Linked DNA regions of Hordeum vulgare: region 2 is linked to region 1. The links are chromatin contacts, called in public Hi-C maps. All regions are on one chromosome and are shown on one strand. Each heading gives the region's core, a stretch centred on a gene start, on an enhancer-like site or on the middle of the called end of the contact. The rest is flanking DNA. Distances are from core to core; before and after follow the strand shown.

Region 1 (2,828 bases), core at 35-2,534:
GCACCGGCTCACAGCACGACATCTCGTCGGACCAACTCCGGCGACCTCGCAGCACCGGCTCACAGCACGACATCTCGTCGGACCAACTCCGGCGACCTCGCAGCACCGGCTCACAGCACGACATCTCGTCGGACCAACTCCGGCGACCTCGCAGCACCGGCTCACAGCACGACATCTCGTCGGACCAACTCCGGCGACCTCGCAGCACCGGCTCACAGCACGACATCTCGTCGGACCAACTCCGGCGACCTCGCAGCACCGGCTCACAGCACGACATCTCGTCGGACCAACTCCGGCGACCTCGCAGCACCGGCTCACAGCACGACATCTCGTCGGACCAACTCCGGCGACCTCGCAGCACCGGCTCACAGCACGACATCTCGTCGGACCAACTCCGGCGACCTCGCAGCACCGGCTCACAGCACGACATCTCGTCGGACCAACTCCGGCGCAACAACTCCCACGACCTCCCAGCACCGCCTCCCAGCACAACGGAGCCATCACAACAACTCCGGGGACCTCCCAGCACCGCCTCCCAGCACAACGGAGCCATCACAACAACTCCGGGGACCTCGCATCATTGATTCACAACAACTCCGGCGACCTCGCAACACCGGTTCGCAGAAAGCCGTCACAGCAACTCTGATGACCTCGCAGCACCGGCTCGCAACACGACAGAGCCATCGTACCAACTTCGCGCGACCTCACAACACCGGCTGGCAACACGACGAAGCCATCGTAGCAACTCCGACGACCTTGCAACATCGGCTCACAGCACGACAGAGCTCCCAGCAGTCAAACATGCCCCCTTTAGTAGCCGCCCCCCTCGCATTACTTGAAAAAGAGCTCCTCGAGGCCATCCATGGTGGATGAGATCCTCGGAGTCACGGGGATGAAAGAGAAAGAAAAGATGGGAAGAAGATAGTTTGACCAGGAAAAGAAAGAACGCCTGGCTGAAAATTGATCATGAAAGGATAAGGAAGAGAGGATAAAGCGGTGGTGAGGTCCATGGACACGTGGTAGTCACATGAGGGCGAGCGAGCGTGTGCATTCGGATGAAAGTAAGCATTTTCCATTTTTCTCGTTTTGATGTTTGTTTATTGGGACTGCCTCGGAACTAAACCGATTCTAGGCCCATTAACACGTAGACTACAGCTTCTAGGCCCATTCCTCTAAAGGAAACCGATTGTTGGGCTCGCGGGGCCTGATATGCACCTTGCCGTCCGATACCTCTCTTCTAGGCCCATTCCTCTAAAGGAAACCGATTGCTGGGCTCGCGGGGCCTGATATGCACCTTGCCGTCCGATACCTCTTTCCTCCTTCCTCCTGACCTAGAGTTGCCGCCGTGCCGTAGCTTGTGGCGTCACCGACGACACCTCGCCCCCAACCCCTTAGCCTCTCACACGCGCCGCCGCTACGGCCGCTGCCATCGCCCTCCACGCGTGCCTGCAGTTTCCATCCCGTCCGCAACCTCGGACACTGTTTCTCGAGGTACGCCCTTTTCGCCATCCATCGAGTGATTAGTTGTTAAACCCCACTGACCATCTCCACGAGTTTTGGCCACATACCAACTAGATCTGCCCCAGCCTATCCAGCTAGTGTCTTTCTGTTTGGATGCTTTTTGCTGAAGATGCTCTCATGATTGCACGCACCTGCAGGTAAACCGAAAGGGAGGAAATCATGCCCAAGTTCAAGAAGAATCCGAACCCTCGGGTCTTCTTGGACATATCCATTGATGGACGACTTACCGAGAGAATCACGTTTGAGGTTGCAAAACAGTGTACCTTCATCTTATCGTTCTAAGTGATGTCTGTTTCTCGGTGGCGTGCGCCTGATTAGCTCCCCACTTTGGTGTTGCAGCTCTTTGCTGATGTAGTTCCGAAGACGGCAGAGAACTTCCGAGCTCTTTGTACCGGTAAAATGCAGAGTCTTTGCTGTGGAATAGCGTGCGTATAATGATGCAGTTAGTGATGAAACACACATTTTTTACATGCAAGTTCTTAAGTTTAGCATCCTTGATGTTGAGGATGTCCAAGAGTTAGCTTAAATGCTAGAAAAGGAATGTGCACGGTCTATGTCCACAAGGGATTTAGTTTCTAAACATACCGAGTACTTGAACGATGGTCTTGAATGCAAACCACAATGCTAAACAGGGATTTATTATGTTAGGAAGTATTAGTATTAGTCTAGGAGTCCTTATTAGTCTATTAGTATTAGTCTAGGAGTCCTTATTAGTCTATTAGTATTAGTCTAGGAGTCCTTATTAGTCTATTAGTATTAGTCTAGGAGTCCTTATTAGTCTATGTTTACTTTTCTTGCACCTCAAGTCATGTGTAATATATATGCCCCTTGGGCCTTCAATACAGATAAGTTGCTTTCCTAACATGGTATTAGAGCCTTAGGTTATTTTTTCGCACGCGCAACTCGTACAGATCCAATTTCGCGATGCCGCCATCGTCCTCTGGCCGTCTCGCGCTGCCCTCCCCGATCGATCTCCAACCGGGCCTCCCCGCTCGATCTCCAACCGGGCCTCCCCGCTCGATCTCCTCCCATCCTGGGAGCGCCGGCTCGCGTCCCCGCTCTTCGTCGTGGCGCACGCGGCCGCCCCTCGCCGGATGTCGGGGATCTTCGTCCCCTCGGTCGGGTTCCTCCCGTTCGACGGGCCGGATGACGCCGTGCCGTCCCCGACGCTCGCCTTCGCCCCGGCCTCGGAGGAGGCCGCCGCGCGCCTCCGCCTCGGTGCTCCTCGTCCCAGACCGGATCCCGCCGCCAGTCTTCCGCCCTCGCCGGATTTCAGTCCACTGCCGCCATCAGTCGTCCCAGGCCGG
Region 2 (3,177 bases), core at 101-2,600, 180 kb before region 1:
AACATTCAATTCATGAAATGCATAACTAGATGAATGATATGTCATGTTAAGACATTGAATTGACATAATGCAATAGATAGCCATATTAAGTGAAGTGGAATTCAAATATATACTAAATTCCAACTCCAAATGTTATTTTATAAATTTTCCAGATCGTTATTTGTCCTAAACTGTGGTGTTAGCTTGTTCAACCATGCATGAACATGGCGTAAACAGATTCATTGGATTTTCTGATCATTTTTCATATATAAATTATTTCATTTGGAGTTATAGATTAATTTATTTGAATTCTAAAAGTTTTAAGATTTTCTAGAATTCATAAATCATTTTTGATTTATGTAAAACACAGAAAATATTAACTACAAAAGCATTGCATCACCATAACATCAAGAGGTCAACTGACCCAGCCCGGGTCAAACCTGACTAGTGGGCCCAGTGACCCATTGAGTTAACACGGGGTTATTTTCTCTAATTTAAACATTTCTAGTTAATTAAGATTGTGGGATCCACGGTCACTGTCTTGGGTTTAAGCTTAATAGGATAATTAACACCTAACTAACCCCGCCACGTCAACTTGCCTGGGTTTCACCGCCGACGAGCCAAAAACGCGAGGGAGTCTCGCCGGAGTTGCGCTACTAGAGGTCGTTCGACAAGAGGAGACCACCAGGAGGTAGCATCTGCTTATCCGCATCCAGGGGTCGCAGGTTGGCCGGAGTCAACAACCACGGCTACTTTGGTAGCAACCAAAGCTCGGTATGGTCGGGAGCGGGCTATGGTGTGCTAGCGGGCGAGCTAGGAAGCTCGACGGATGCCTGGGAGCTCCATGAGCTCGTCTGCATGCTCAAACAAGAGTTGCGGGTCCTCTAGCACGGTGGCGCCATGGATGGCAGCGGCCGGAGCTCGGCGTGACGGAGAAGCTACCTAGGGTGCGTCCGCGGCGAGCGAAACAGGGGAAAACGGTGAGAAGCTCACCATTATTCTAACGGGAGAAATGGCGAGGTCGGGGATACACCCGTTGCCGCGAATCAAGGGCGACGGTCGTCGGAGCCTGAGGTTGAACATGGCAAAATTGGTGGCGAAACATCCCGTCCGGTGTCGAACGGCTTGGCGGAAACGAGGGCGAGGTTGTTATGGATCGTCTGGACACGGAGGGGCGTCGAGGGAAGCTTGGTAGCTATGGTGGTCGGAGGCGCACGACCATGGCTGCATCGGCCAGGAGAAAGGGGAGAGATAGAGCGAGGGGGAAGAGAGGAGAGGGAGTCATCCCGCTCCACACGGCTTTGGGGATCTCATCCCCGGCGTGGCGCGGGCCACGGAAGTAGCCAGGCTACTTCCAGCTTGGCGCGAGGTCACGGGCACATTGGCCTTCTTCTCTTGTGCCTTCTGGGAGGAGGAAGAAGACGGTGATACCCCTAGTGGGCTGGGCTGCTTAATGGGTCGGCTACAAGTAAACCACGTGTGGTCCTTTTTATTTATTTTGTTTCTATTTTCTATTGTTTTAGTCTATTTTGATTTGATTTACAAACCAAATCATTTTTATTAAATATGAAATGTTTTATGGACTCTCTCTGAATTATTTTAGAGGCCCTTACCATGTTTCAAATTATTTGGAGCTATGGGATTATATATGGCATTTAATAGCTCCAATTAAAATACTTGTGGAGTTAATTCAGCAACCAAAAGTAACATGGAAAATATGCTTCACCTCTGGTTGATGTTACCACATTTATCCAGAAATGATCGACGTTTTAGAAGGCCACTTCGGTTTGTTGAAATAATTTTGGTTGAGCCTATTTAAATTTTATTTGGTGCTAGGGTTTGATCCTCCCCATTTAAAATTCAAGGAAAATTAACATGATGGCGTGGATGCTTATAATGTGACTATTTGCACTCACATAACTATTGACACTCAAATAATTCTAGGGTTGTGACAACTCACCCCCACTAAACAAGAATCTTGTCCCGAGATTCAGGCATAGGGCAAGAGGACACAGGGGACACTACACTATGACAACCTTCACGATCCAATTGCCCTTCTTGAAGATGTTGATTCATTGCATCATGTTGATCTTGACATCTTTGTCTATGAGATCTCCACCAAAATACCACTATAATGGGAACGGGAAAGCTCTTGAAAGTGTGTTATATCGACTAGAGGGGGTGAATAGGCAATTTTTATAAATTCGTCACTGAGAAAATTCATTGTAAGGAAAGTCCTCACTCACGAACTATGTGCAGCAGAATAAGTACTGAGGCAAGCGTGCAAAACAGCAATAGCATAGTCTTCAGAGTGAAAGGAAATGTTCGGTTTGCACAAGTAGCGTGTTCAGGATATGCAGGTGAAGAACAAGTTAAGTGAAGAATTTGAGATGAGGAAATTGAGAAAGTCCTCAATCAAATTCTTCAAACAGTAACGATCAAAGTCATCAACATACAACTAAGGAAATGAAAGGGTTGAGGAAATAGAACCAGGTGCTCGATGATGACAATGGTTTGATGATCCAGTTCCAACTGTTGTGACAGTCGCACGTATCGTTTAGAGAGGCTTGGTATTTAAACCAAATGACACACAGTCCTTATCGTATTCTCCTTCAGCTAAGGACACACAGTCCTCGCCCAACACACGTGGTAAGTCTTCATGACAGACTTCTAAACCCTCACAAACTTTGTCATCGGCGATCCACAATTCATTGCTGGATGCTCTAGACCAATGAAGCCTAACCGTCTAAAGGATGCATAGTCCTCAAAGGTGACAAGCGTCGGTTCCACATAGGAACTATCTCTTAAGTGATGCTCAATCACTTTGGGGTTTTGGGGTTTTGGTTTGGGTGTTTGGGTTTTTTCCTCGCTGATGAATTTATCACAAAGTCTTCGAGGAATGGGTTGCTCTCAAATGACAAGTGTCGGTTTCTCTCGCGGAACAGCTAACCAATTAGTGGTTATGGGGAGCGATTATTTAAGCCGGGGAGCAATCCCGACATGAATTGACATAAATTCCCCAATGATATGACCGTTATGTGGATAAGTTTAGGGACAGCTGGCACGCGGCGGAGCAACGATCAGAATGTTTCAACTTTGAAAGTCCTTATGTCACTCATGTTCCTCACTGTTAGGTAATTCGCACTAACGAAAAATGTAACTCCATAGTTAGAGAAAATTCCTCACAAACTAGAAGAT

Evidence for each region. A called contact is a pair of places that touch in the nucleus more often than the background predicts.
Region 2: a contact with region 1 is called in a Hi-C map of leaf, with 4 times the contacts expected there. The contact joins the enhancer-like site here to the promoter of LOC123426151 in region 1. A contact is called at or near these places in 2 of 6 Hi-C or Micro-C datasets (leaf and seedling).

The regions. Positions count from the first base shown.
Region 1 is chr2H:310,351,913-310,354,740 of MorexV3_pseudomolecules_assembly, reverse strand. LOC123426151 (peptidyl-prolyl cis-trans isomerase CYP63-like) reads left to right here and starts at 1,284. Exons shown (of 14, transcript XM_045109930.1): 1 at 1,284-1,491; 2 at 1,659-1,767; 3 at 1,861-1,915. The coding sequence starts at 1,681.
Region 2 is chr2H:310,530,689-310,533,865 of MorexV3_pseudomolecules_assembly, reverse strand. No RefSeq gene overlaps it. Among protein-coding and RNA genes, the nearest start is that of LOC123426151, 180 kb to the right of the region's middle. Within about 2 kb of position 1,350, at least 3 of the 3 cell types and tissues checked have open chromatin away from gene starts, as enhancers often do. A contact at or near this core is called in leaf and seedling, where this site is marked.